2 separate regions of the Acanthopagrus latus genome follow, and region 1 is linked to region 2. The links are chromatin contacts, called in public Hi-C maps. All regions are on one chromosome and are shown on one strand. The core of a region is the stretch at or near the end of the contact, and the rest is flanking DNA. Distances in the headings are between cores, read along the strand shown. Region 1 holds the start of LOC119033301 (acylphosphatase-2-like). Region 2 holds the start of LOC119034160 (zinc-binding protein A33-like).

Evidence for each region. A called contact is a pair of places that touch in the nucleus more often than the background predicts.
Region 1: a contact with region 2 is called in a Hi-C map of muscle, with 19 times the contacts expected there. The contact joins the promoter of LOC119033301 here to the promoter of LOC119034160 in region 2. A contact is called at or near these places in 2 of 4 Hi-C or Micro-C datasets (liver and muscle).

The regions. Positions count from the first base shown.
Region 1 is chr15:27,862,557-27,868,983 of fAcaLat1.1, forward strand. It overlaps LOC119033301 (acylphosphatase-2-like), which reads left to right and starts at 2,015. Exons shown (of 4, transcript XM_037123211.1): 1 at 2,015-2,156; 2 at 2,492-2,508; 3 at 3,245-3,354. The coding sequence starts at 2,087. It overlaps LOC119033276 (zinc-binding protein A33-like), which reads right to left. Exons shown (of 2, transcript XM_037123173.1): 2 at 3,855-6,355. The coding sequence starts at 6,338. The coding sequence ends at 4,944.
Region 2 is chr15:27,643,540-27,649,912 of fAcaLat1.1, forward strand. It overlaps LOC119034160 (zinc-binding protein A33-like), which reads left to right and starts at 4,773. Exons shown (of 2, transcript XM_037124943.1): 1 at 4,773-5,211; 2 at 5,303-6,373. The coding sequence starts at 5,320. LOC119033055 (E3 ubiquitin-protein ligase TRIM39-like) reads left to right here and starts at 270. Exons shown (of 2, transcript XM_037122644.1): 1 at 270-425; 2 at 521-2,689. The coding sequence starts at 538. The coding sequence ends at 1,929.

The sequences.
Region 1 (6,427 bases), core at 765-3,264, 220 kb after region 2:
TGTTTTATTTCCTGCGAGCTGAACTGCAGGTTCTCGCAGGTGCGACTGTCAGCTGAAGACACATTTAACTGCAGATATCAGTCAGATAATTGTATTTTTAATTTTATATCAATGTGTCAACATATCCTGAAGAACATTATGATGATTTTAGAGGCTTTCGCTTAGCTTGAATACTAAAAGATGAATTTCATGAACAGCGTTGCGTAACGTTTCTCTTAAAAGTAACTCGTTATGTAAATTGTAAAAATGTAAATTGTTGCATTACTGCATCATCTACACGTTACAGTCGCACCGCTCGGTGACTTGTTGAGCATGTGGGTTCATTGACATTGTGAAGCCGTCTGTACCTGTCGGCGTATGGACTCCACCGCCATTTGTAGCCGCTAACTCAGCCGCTCTCGTTGATTTCACACAAAAATTCAAAATTATGTGAATATTTCCATGAAGTTATCTCTCTCTGCCGCCTCACTACGTTTAGTTAGCAACACAACTGTGTGTGTGCTACTTGTGTTGATGTGTTGTTGTCGCTGTTGTTGATGCTCGAGGGGACGACCAGTCACACGGGACAGTTTAACTTCTGGAGCTGATTCCACTGACATCTCACACACACACGCACACACACACACACACCCACACACGCCACGTGTGTGTGTGTGTGTGTGTGTGTGTGGAGATTATAGTGTGTTGTGTGGTATTAAAGGGCTTAATGAAGAACGTGGTGGTCTGATCACAGAGTGTGTTCCTAGTGCGCGCACACACACACACACACACACACCTTCATCTACTCACATATTTACACACACACACATATTAACTCTAACCTCACTCATCAACTCATATCCCTCCATGATGATAAAATTCAGGTGAAGTGTTGTAGTCCACAGAACTCTATGAAAGTGTGTGTGTGTGTGTGTGTGTGTGTGTGTGTGTGTGTGTGTGTGTGTGTGTCGTCTCAACAGTCAACCTGCTGTGTTCAGTGATGTTTGACTGACATCTAGTGGACGGTCTGAGTACTACAGATATTTCAGGATTTCTGTCAGTTGAGAAACTTTTCACTCTCTGACCTCTGAGACGTCTCGGTGTTTCAGTCCAAAACCCCAAAACATTTTCACTTTACTAACATAGAAATGAAGCTTTAACATGAAGCTTTTGACATTTGATGAGCTGGAAACTGAATCCAGAGGTCAGAATAAACAGAGTACAAATACTCTGTTAATCTCCTCCAGTACATGTTTCATGTATCTGTATTTACTCTGAGTATCTGTGTGACTTCTCCTCTCTACACCTGAACTTTCTCCTCCTCTCAGCTTCAGAACAGCCTCGTTACTTTAGTTTGATGCATCTGAGGTGAATTCTGGATTCTTGTTATTTCCCAACATCAGCAGACTGATGTGGACCAATCAGACGCAGCGAGACGAGACAAAGACGTAAAAGCCGTAAGAAGCCGTAAACAGACAGAGAGGGAGGCTGGAATGTGGAGAAAAGGCGTGTTAGTGTCTCGTATCTGCAGAGAGTTTCTGATTTTCTCTCTTTGTTGCTGCTCGGGACGCTTTACCAACCCAACATGTGTCTATTTGACGTCCTGGGAATGAGACTCAACAATCAACTGTCTTTGTGGTGCGTTCAGGAACAGCTGGGACAAATCCTACTGGTTCTACCTTTAACTTTAATAGTCTTTGAATTCTATTAATATGACGTGAGCTTCAGTTAGCTTTGAGCACAAATGTCCTTCAGAGGGAGACTTTTTACTCTGATACTCTGAGTCCATGTCAGAGCCTGAACTCTGTTACTGTGCTGGAGGAAACAAGCTGGATCAGAACTTTGTCTTCTACCAAAGTCTTGCCAGCTCACTGAACAACAGGTATTTCTTTCTGTCTGTCTGTTTGTAGTTTTAAGGGACTACAAAGCCCATGAGCACAGCCGTGACCTCCTCTGTGATGGTGGTGAGGTTTTCCTTTAATAAATCTGGAGGAGGACGTGACCATGTTGGTGCAGAGCGGCAGGCAGACGGAGAGAGAGAGAGACTCCACTCGTTCTTCAGCCTCCTCTCGGCTGTTAAAGGGACAGTTCCTGTGTTTCTCTCAGGATGTCTGACGGTGAATCAGCAGGATCCAAACTGGTGTCGGTGGACTTTGAGATCTTCGGTTACGTTCAGGGTCTGTATGTTTAAACCTCCTCCCTCTTCTTCTTCTTCTTCTCCTTCTTCTTCTGCTCTGCTCTGTGAGTCCAGGCTGTAAACTGATCTGCTGCTTTATTTAGGACGGAGCTGCTGCTCTGTCACTTCCTGCAGCTTCAGGAGGAGATATTAGTTTGAATCTGCAGCAGATCCAGTGAGCTGCTTGTTTTAGTCAGAGGACACAAGAGAAGCCAAAACATTAGACTGTAGAAAATGACATTCAAACAGCTAAATAATGTGTATAAACATGCATGAATAGCTGCTGTTTCCTGGTTCATATTCTAACTAATTTCTTTGTCTCTCATGTTTTTGCAGGAGTCTGTTTCAGAATGGTGAGTTTCTCCTGCAGCCGTCACATTAATATAACAACATTAGACTTCTGTTTAACTGCATTATACCCTGTTATACATCTTTAATTGTCACAATTAGTTTTCCTTGACAGAAATATTTTTTTTAGCTGGAGCTTGTTTTAAAACAGAAAATAATGCTCCAAACGCCATTAAAGCTTTGCAGAATTAGCTGTTAGCACTTTCTTTTTGCAGTGAACCTGTGGATGTACAGACAACAATCACTTGATTACTTCTATACTGAAGAAAACTTAAAAACATGGTGTTTTTAAGGCAAGTTCTGCACATGTGAGGAGCGTCTTTTTTAAGGATTTCTAGGGAGATTTATGGAGCCATCATCTCTTCCCTCCATGCTGATATAAAGTCAGGTGAATGCTGCAACACTGTTTTACTGTGAAGCTCCAGAAATGTTTTGTGGACTATGGAACAAAACTGATTGAAACTGATGAAAACAGATGCCCCTCACATGTGCAGAACTTGCCTTAAAAATATCATGTTTTTAAGTTTTTCCAGTGTCACAGTGATCCAATGACAGTTGTCTGTACATCCACAGGTTCACTGCTAACAGGAAGTGCTAACAGCTGATTCTGCAATGTTTTAATGGAAAATTCTTTTATTTTTGGTTGTTGTTTTGTTTTAAAACAACCCCCCAGCTTCTTCAGTTGTAGCTGACTGAATGTGCAGTATGTACAGTATTAACTCATCTTCGACCCCCCTGCAGTACACAGAGAAGGAGGGTCTGCGACTCGGTCTGGTCGGCTGGGTGAAGAACACCTACAGTGGGACGGTGGTGGGTCAGGTGCAGGGTCCTGCTGACATGGTGGAGAAGATGTGAGTTCATGTTGTGTTGTCACTGTTTCAGCCACTAGATGGCGATGTTCACCTTCAACATGGAGGTCCTCCTGTCTCAAATCTGTGTTCTCTTTTTCATTCGGTCCAAATATTTGAGGAGAAAATTTATTTAGATTTTTTTCCACAATTACCAGATCATAAACAGGTCCCTGAACACATCACTGCACACTGTCCTCCCCTGTCCTGTCTGCTCAGTCAAAGCTAATATCTGATAATCAATCATGAAACTGAAGCTCGGTGTGTTTTGACGTCCTCTCTGTCCGTAGGGAGTGATGTCACCAGGGTGTGGACGTCTCATTTAGGATGACATCACTGCCTCCAGACACACACACACACACACACACACACACACACACACACACACGACGAGTGTCAGACAGTGATATAGTTAGTGGTGTTTGTTTTCATCTCCTTGCAGCACCAGGCGGGTGGAGTCTAATGAACCAGATCAGCTTCATGAGAAAAACACTGAAAAAGATCAAATGCTTTTAATAATTTTTTGCAAACAGATTTAAAACATAAAACAATACCAGTTATCCAAAGTAACTAAGTACCAGTGCTGGAAAAAGTACCCATCAGTCATACTCCAGTAAAAATATTGAAATATTACTTTGGTAAACCTGAAAGTGACCAATATGAAGAAGTATTTGAGTAACACACAGATACTGGTCAATATGATAAAAAGGGCACTACGTGTGTCCACTATCTAAGAGGGGACCTCTGTTTCTGTTAATTATGAAAAAACAAAAATAGAATAGACAAGCTTCTTTTAAGGTCTTTTACCATAATATTGCTTCAAATGTGTTCAGTTCATTTTTGTTAAATTACCAAGAGGGATTCCACACACACACACACACACACACACACACACACTTTACTGTTTTGAGTACTTCATGTGATTATATCCAAAGGTTATATAATACATGTAGAGGAGAGGAAATGTAAAGTGTACATACATATTGAAGTATATGTAAGTGTTGGTTGTGAGTACAATACATGGGTGAATCACAGATAATCAGAATTGTACAAAAGTAGATTTAGCAGTAAAACTGAATATTGATATAAAACTAAAATACCTCAAACTTGTACAGAATTTGAGAACTTTACAGCCTGAGTGTTTTCAATAACACACTTAAATTAACAACATTGCAGATATTATAATTTTTCACTGTTAAGTTGCCCTGCGATGAGCTGGCGACTTGTCCAGGGAGTACCCTGCCCTCACCCTGAGACAAGGCTGGGATTGGCTCCAGCAGCAACACCCCGCGACCTCTTGGAAAGGGATAAGCGGCTGCGGACAATGACATGACATGACACTGTTAAGTTGCAAGCCAGTATAGTTTGTCAGCATCCAGCCATCTCACTGTCTCCTCTTTCAGAACTTTGTCTGAGTCAAAACCAAGCCCCGTCCAATCCGGTGCAGCGCTGTGAACTCTGGGTGTTGTAGTCGTTTGAGTAGAAGTGGATACCACAGCCCTTTCACTCTGTTTTCTCTGCTCATGTAGCATCAAGTTCAAAACTGTTTGTCTTTCTACTGCAGAAATACTTTCCAGAGATGAAATACTTCTTTAACTGCTCTGTTCAACTGTCACACACACCTTCAGGGGTACAATCTTCAGAGGGGGTTTATCACCAATGAAAATATATGGAAACATCCTCTCAGTGAAAGTGTGTGTGAAGGTGTGTAGATGTGTGTCAGTATCAGGATCAGAGAACGACAGCTTTCCTCTGTTCCAGTCCAGATTCACTCCGATCCTCTGGAGCTTCTTCTGCACTACAAGACCAGTGGGTGGAGCTGGTGGTGACCGCACTGAGTATTCACCTCTGTATGTCATTATTCTCCATAATCCAGACTGTATGAATCCCTTCCTCTGGACAGACTCTGCTAACACACCCAGTAACCAGCATGTACTGTCTCCAACCTCGACGTCCCAGCTGTGAGTCCCTGAGTTAAAGCCCTCAGAGCCCAGGACAGACCTGTACACATCAAACCTCTCTGGGTTAACAGGGAGTTGCTGTCTCTCTCCTCCTCTCACACTGCTCAGATCTTCAGACAGGATGAGGTTTGGATGAGCAGTGTTTGGGTCCAGAACCACAGGAGTGTAGGAGACCATGTCCTTCATCTTGTTCCAGATGTTGAAGCTCAGGTTGCCCAGGTGTTTGGCCTGGTCTATCAGAGCTCCTGAGGGCAGCTGTGGATCCTCCAGCAGGAGGCGCTGCTGGACTCTTTCCACTGCAGCCTTGTAGTTGTGCAGGAATGAGACGTCTTCAGCTCTCAGCTGCTCCTCTGTGGCTCTGACTGTGTGTGAAAGAGCTGCTATCTCTCTGCTCAGAGCCTCCATCTTCTCCTTCATCATCTGACTCTTCTGCTCCTCTTCCTCCCTCAGTGCAGCCATCCTGGCCTCCTCTTCCTCTGCTAGAAACTGGTGCAGCTTCTTAAACTGATCCTTGATCTGCCTCTCTGTGTGTCGGGCCTGGACCTTCATGTGTTCTGCTGTCTGATCAAACTCCACTTTAACTTCTTCAAAAACCTTTAACTTCTTCTTTAAAGGCTCCAGAGTTTCCTGAAGTTCCTTCTTGTGTTGTTGTGCAGCTTCATTGATGGGTCTGAATCTGTGGTTGGTGTGTTGTTCTGAGTCTCTGCAGACGAGACACACCGGCTGCTGATGGTCCAGACAGAAGAGTTTGAGTTTCTCAGAGTGCCGACTGCAGAGATCCTCTGAAGCTCTCTGATCTCTGTCCTGTAAGAAGGTCTCACACAGGTTCTTTAACACCAGGTTTAAAGGTGGATGGTTCCTTGAAGATCTTCTCTTACAAAGTGGACATTCTCTGATTTCTTTGTCTACCCAGCATCTCTGCAGACAGTCTTTACAGAAGCTGTGGCTACATGACAGAAGGACAGGCTCTCTGAAGACATCACGACACACCGGACAGCAGAGATCCTCCTCTAACCTGGAAGCCATTTAGTCTCTGAGTGACGCTGTGAAGACAGCAGACAGTACAGTCAGTCACAGCTCCACTTCCTCCTTCACTTCACTGAAGTTTACTTTCA
Region 2 (6,373 bases), core at 3,523-6,022:
GACTTACATGTGAGCAGTATCATTCTAATATTCTGTCTAAGTACACTTTTTTCTCAAAACTCCACACTGCAGCCTTAACACTACAGTTCAGGTAGTGCTGGCACTAGTTCTGATGGGACTCTCCAACAACAACAAGTGTATCAGATTACATTTCCAGCAGTCAATCATTACTTTGGACTGAAACACTCCACTGAGTCACATGTGAACCAACAGCATTCCTCAACAAAGCTCCGCCCTCAACTGACACAAACCAGGAAACAGTTTGTGTGTGTGTGTGTGTGTGTGTGTGTGTGTCTTTAGTACAGAACCACAAACAGACGATCAGATTCACCTTCAGACTGAACTAACAACGTCCTCTGAGTGAGTTCATCTACAGGAGAGAGGAGGAGGAAACTACAACACTGCAGACGCTCCACACACTGAAGGTGAGTCCGACCAGAACCAGAACTCAAAGTAAACTTCAATGAAGTGAAGGAGCAAGTACAGCTGTGACTGACTGTACTGTCTGCTGTGTTCACAGCATCACTCAGAGACTAAATGGCTTCCAGGTTAGAGGAGGATCTCTGCTGTCCGGTGTGTCATGATGTCTTCAGAGAGCCTGTCGTTCTGTCATGTAGCCACAGCTTCTGTAAAGACTGTCTGCAGAGCTGGTGGACAGAGAGACGAACACGGGAGTGTCCAGTCTGTAAGAGAAGATCTTCAATGGAACCACCTTTAAGCATGCAGTTAAAGAAGCTGTGTGAGAACTTCTTACAGGACAGAGATCAGAGAGCTTCAGAGGATCTCTGCAGTCGGCACTCTGAGAAACTCAAACTCTTCTGTCTGGACCATCAGCAGCCGGTGTGTCTCGTCTGCAGAGACTCAGAACAACACGCCAACCACAGATTCAGATCCATCGATGAAGCTGCACGACAACACAAGAAGGAACTTCAGGAAACTCTGGAGCCTTTAAAGAAGAAGTTAAAGGTTTGTGAAGAAGTTAAAGTGAAGTTTGATCAGACAGCAGAACACATGAAGGTCCAGGCCCGACACACAGAGAGGCAGATCAAGGATCAGTTTAAGAAGCTGCACCAGTTTCTAGCAGAGGAAGAGGAGGCCAGGATGGCTGCACTGAGGGAGGAAGAGGAGCAGAAGAGTCAGATGATGCAGGAGAAGATGGAGGCTCTGAGCAGAGAGATAGCAGCTCTTTCACACACAGTCAGAGCCACAGAGGAGCAGCTGAGAGCTGAAGACGTCTCATTCCTGCACAACTACAAGGCTGCAGTGGAAAGAGTCCAGCAGCGCCCCCTGCTGGAGGATCCACAGCTGCCCTCAGGAGCTCTGATAGACCAGGCCAAACACCTGGGCAACCTGAGCTTCAACATCTGGAACAAGATGAAGGACATGGTCTCCTACACTCCTGTGGTTCTGGACCCAAACACTGCTCATCCAAAACTCATCCTGTCTGAAGATCTGAGCAGTGTGAGAGGAGGAGAGAGACAGAAGCTTCCTGTTAACCCAGAGAGGTTTGATGTGTACAGGTCTGTCCTGGGCTCTGAGGGCTTTAACTCAGGGACTCACAGCTGGGACGTCGAGGTTGGAGACAGTACATGCTGGTTACTGGGTGTGTGTGCAGAGTCTGTCCAGAGGACTGGACTCATACAGTCTGGATTATGGAGAATAGGGTTATACGAAGGTAAATACTCAGTGCGGTCACCACCAGCTCCACCCACTGGTCTTGTAGTGCAGAAGAAGGTCCAGAGGATCAGAGTGAATCTGGACTGGAACAAAGGAAAGCTGTCGTTCTCTGATCCTGATACTGACACACACCTACACACCTTCACACACACTTTCACTCAGAGGATGTTTCCAGTCTTTTTCACTGGGTATGAACTCCCAGTGAAGATTTTACCCTTGAAGATGTGTGTGACAGTGAAACAGAGCAGTTAAAGAAGTATTTCATCATAGTAAAAATGTTTCTTACCTCCTGATCTCAATATGTGTGTGTGTGTGTGTGTGTGTGTGTGTGTGTGTGTGTGTGTGTGTGTGTGGAAGAGCACATTTAAAGTGATATTAATGTAAAAGACCTTAAAAGAAGCTTTTCTGTTCTATTTACATAATGTCAAAATGAACAGAAACAGAGGTCCCCTCTTAGATTGTGGAGACATGTAGTGCCCTGTTGGTAACATGGACGTGTGTGTGTGTGTGTGTGTGTGTGTGTGTGTGTGTGTGTGTGTGTGTGTGAGAGAGAGAGAGAGAGAGAGACCATGAAGAACCAAGTAAAAGATGGTCACAAATAAGCAAATCAATTACTGACTGCACATTTTGTTGTTCAGATCCAATAACTTTAGAATCTAAAAGTTGAAATAAAGCTTCCTAATAATAGCTTTTCTATGTTTTATGACACATATGTAATGTTTGTAAAGAAATAAATATATTAAATGAACTGCTGTGGACCTTCTCCTGCAAACCACCAGCACTTTTTCTTCAAAGCCTAGTAACATTGAACTGGACTTAGATAGCATAGCATGGCATGGCTAAACACAGGACTTTTAACTCTGACTGATGTAATGTATATGTGTTGTGATCTTAGTTCAGTTTATTGATAGTTTGCTTTCCTAGATGTTAGTTGACACACACCTGTATATAGTACACATTAGTTAGATTGTGTGTTTTCAACTTTGTGTTGAATAAAAGACTTTTGAATCTACTTGCTGTCTATTTAATACTGTACAGGAGTGAATGCTGCTGACCTCTACACTGTTAAGAACTCCAAAATCTTTTGACCATTACTAGCTGTAATGATACATTTGGTTAAAGATAATAAGTTAATTATTGATTAAAGTTTTGAACAGTTTAGTACCTTTTTAGGGGAACGATTTAGTAAATTTGCAGTGTTTCCCTTCTTCAAAGGTGGTGCCCTGAGGTGATCTATTTCTAATTAATGATTATCCCTGATAATCATTAAGTACTATTGATAGCCAAATTTAACCTAAAACTCCCTTTTAATGTTGCCCAGCACATCGTGCCCCATGTGAGGCATAAAGATAATGGTGCCCCGTGTGAGGCAGTGTACTGTTGGCAATCATTCATAAATGTGCAATATTAATTTCAGCATAACGTGGTGAGTGCTAAAATTTGCGATTTACATCTTGAACCCTTTAGTTAAAAGTCTTGACATTTAACCACTAGTCTACTACAGGAGTAGACGGTGATATGTATTTACAAACAATTGCAGTATGATGAGAATTGATTTATCAATCAAATTTGTAACCCATTTGATTAACCAAAATCTTTTAGGTTATTAACTGCCACTTTGAGTCATTTGCGATTGCTGCTATCGATTCAAGTTGAAAGTGTTCTGTAGAAACTGTGAGAATTTCAGGTCAGCATTTCAATAGCCCGTATTCAATACATTGTAGTCAAGTTGTCATAATTTGATGAAAATTTAAGTGTTCGTCGTGTTAATCACAGCGTGCCACCGGCCGAGTGATACATAGAAGTCTATATTTGGCTGTTACTGCCTTGCATTTCAGCCTGAGTGAGAGCCACAGCGTGCTACCAGCCATGTGAAACAGAAGTTTTGTACTTTAGCTTTTCCTACCAAGTGTTTCAGCCTGAGTAAACTTTAAGAGTCTATAAAGACTAATGTAATGAGTTTATGAATCAAATGTTGCTGATGGTGAAATTGCGAGTTGGGTGAAGGCAATTAAATATTAAGAGAATTATTTAATGCTAACAGAGCCCTAACCAAATTTCTCATAAAATCAAAGATATTAACTCAGAGCCAAAAGGACACCAACTCATATTTCATACATGTGAATCCAGAAGGATGAAGGAATGGATCCTTGTCTGAGCATCGTTTGGAGAGTCAGCAAGCTGCATGTAGTCGTCTTCAGCGGCCTTGGCTGTCCTTTAACTGCAGGATGGCAGTCCTGATCCAATACAAAGCTGGTGGCACAGCTCAGGTTTGTTAGGGGCAGAGTCGTTTCAACCAGGCAAAATAGTCTTTCTTTTATTGGAAACCACTCACATGGTTTATTAAACAGCTGATCGCTGTAATGTCTTTGTTAATGCTGATAACTATGATGATCTTGATCCATCGCTCTGAGTGGTGTTTTTTTTTTTAAGTCATGTCACCACACTTCGTTTCGTTTCGAAACTTCGTTTTGGAATAAATTTAACAAAAGTTTAAGTTGAAAATAGAGAGCTTGAAGCTTAAAGTAAAGAGTTTAGAGAAGTATGTCAAAATGAAGAAGTCAAAGTCATAAATCACTGTGGTCTGCATGTGTTTTCTCATCAAGCGAGGATGAGAGGACTGGACATTCAAGAAAAACATTCAATTATAACATGTCATTTTTAAGATAAAGTTCTTCAGTCTCTCGAGTTTTCAATTCAAATGTGATCAATTGAACCTGAAAGGAAAGGTGTGGGTGTCTCAGGTGGGGCAGTGTTGAATTCAGTTTTACAACGAGGGCCTCTAGAGATCGGTGCGATAGAAGAAATATTGTCTGTCCAGAGTGATGTCTTTATACTTCAGAAAATAAAGTTCCTTTGTCCAGATAGAGGTAGTCAGAGACTGTGTAATGATCCTCCAGGTACAAAGGGGTCACAAGGTCAACTAAGCTATAAAAAGTTGTTGGCCTTGCAGAGAGGAAGAAAGGCCTCAGTTCATAGTTCAAAGAAGAAGCATGTGTTCCTACAGTTATATTAAATAAATATGTGTAAAATGTTTTTGGATCAAGGCTGGACAACAAATAGCATGACATGGGGTTATGACAACATGAAGATAGTGGTGCCCAAATAACTGCAACAATATTATCAAGTTCATATATTATGAGGTTAATAGAAAAGGATTAACCTTAATATCAGTAATGATATTATAAAAAAAACACTACAGTTCAGGTGCTGGCACTGGTATTGATGGTACTGATGGGACTATAGCCCTTCCAACAACTAGTGTGTCAGAATACATTTCCAGCAATGAATCAGGACTTTGGACTGAAACACTCCTTAGCTCTGACAAAGCTCCACCCTCACCTGACTGACCTGAGACAAACCAGAAAACAGTATGTCGGTGTGTGTGTGTGTGTGTGTGTCTCTTCAGTACAGAACCACAAACAGACGATCAGATCCACCTTCGGACCGAACTAACAACATCCTCTGAGTGAGTTCATCTACAGGAGAGAGGAGGAGGAAACTACAACACTGCAGACGCTCCACACACTGAAGGTGAGTCCGACCAGAACCAGAACTCTAAACTTCAGTGAAGTGAAGGAGGAAGTGGAGCTGTGACTGACTGTACTGTCTGCTGTGTTCACAGCATCACTCAGAGACAAAATGGCTTCCAGGTTAGAGGAGGATCTCTGCTGTCCGGTGTGTCATGATGTCTTCAGAGAGCCTGTCGTTCTGTCATGTAGCCACAGCTTCTGTAAAGACTGTCTGCAGAGCTGGTGGACAGAGAAAGAAATCAGAGAGTGTCCAGCTTGTAAGAGAAAATATTCAAAGGACCAACCACCTTTAAACCTGGTGTTAAAGAAGCTTTGTGAGACCTTCTTACAGGACAGAGATCAGAGAGCTTCAGAGGATCTCTGCAGTCGGCACTCTGAGAAACTCAAACTCTTCTGTCTGGACCATCAGCAGCCGGTGTGTCTCGTCTGCAGAGACTCAGAACAACACACCAACCACAGATTCAGACCCATCGATGAAGCTGCACGACAACACAAGAAGGAACTTCAGGAAACTCTGGAGCCTTTAAAGGAGAAGTTAAAGGTTTTTGAAGAAGTTAAAGTGAAGTTTGATCAGACAGCAGAACACATGAAGGTCCAGGCCCGACACACAGAGAGGCAGATTAAGGATCAGTTTAAGAAGCTGCACCAGTTTCTAGCAGAGGAAGAGGAGGCCAGGATGGCTGCACTGAGGGAGGAAGAGGAGCAGAAGAGTCAGATGATGAAGGAGAAGATGGAGGCTCTGAGCAGAGAGATAGCAGCTCTTTCACACACAGTCAGAGCCACAGAGGAGCAGCTGAGAGCTGAAGACGTCTCATTCCTGCACAACTACAAGGCTGCAGTGGAAAGAGTCCAGCAGCGCCTCCTGCTGGAGGATCCACAGCTGCCCTCAGGAGCTCTGATAGACCAGGCCAAACACCTGGGCAACCTGAGCTTCAACATCTGGAACAAGATGAAGGACATGGTCTCCTACACTCCTGTGGTTCTGGACCCAAACACTGCTCATCCAAACCTCATTCTGTCTGAAGATCTGAGCAGTGTGAGAAATGGAGATATACAGAAGCTTCCTGATAATCCAGAGAGATTTAATCGTCAAAGGTCTGTCCTGGGCTCTGAGGGCTTTAACTCAGGGACTCACAGCTGGGACGTCGAGGTTGGAAACAGCA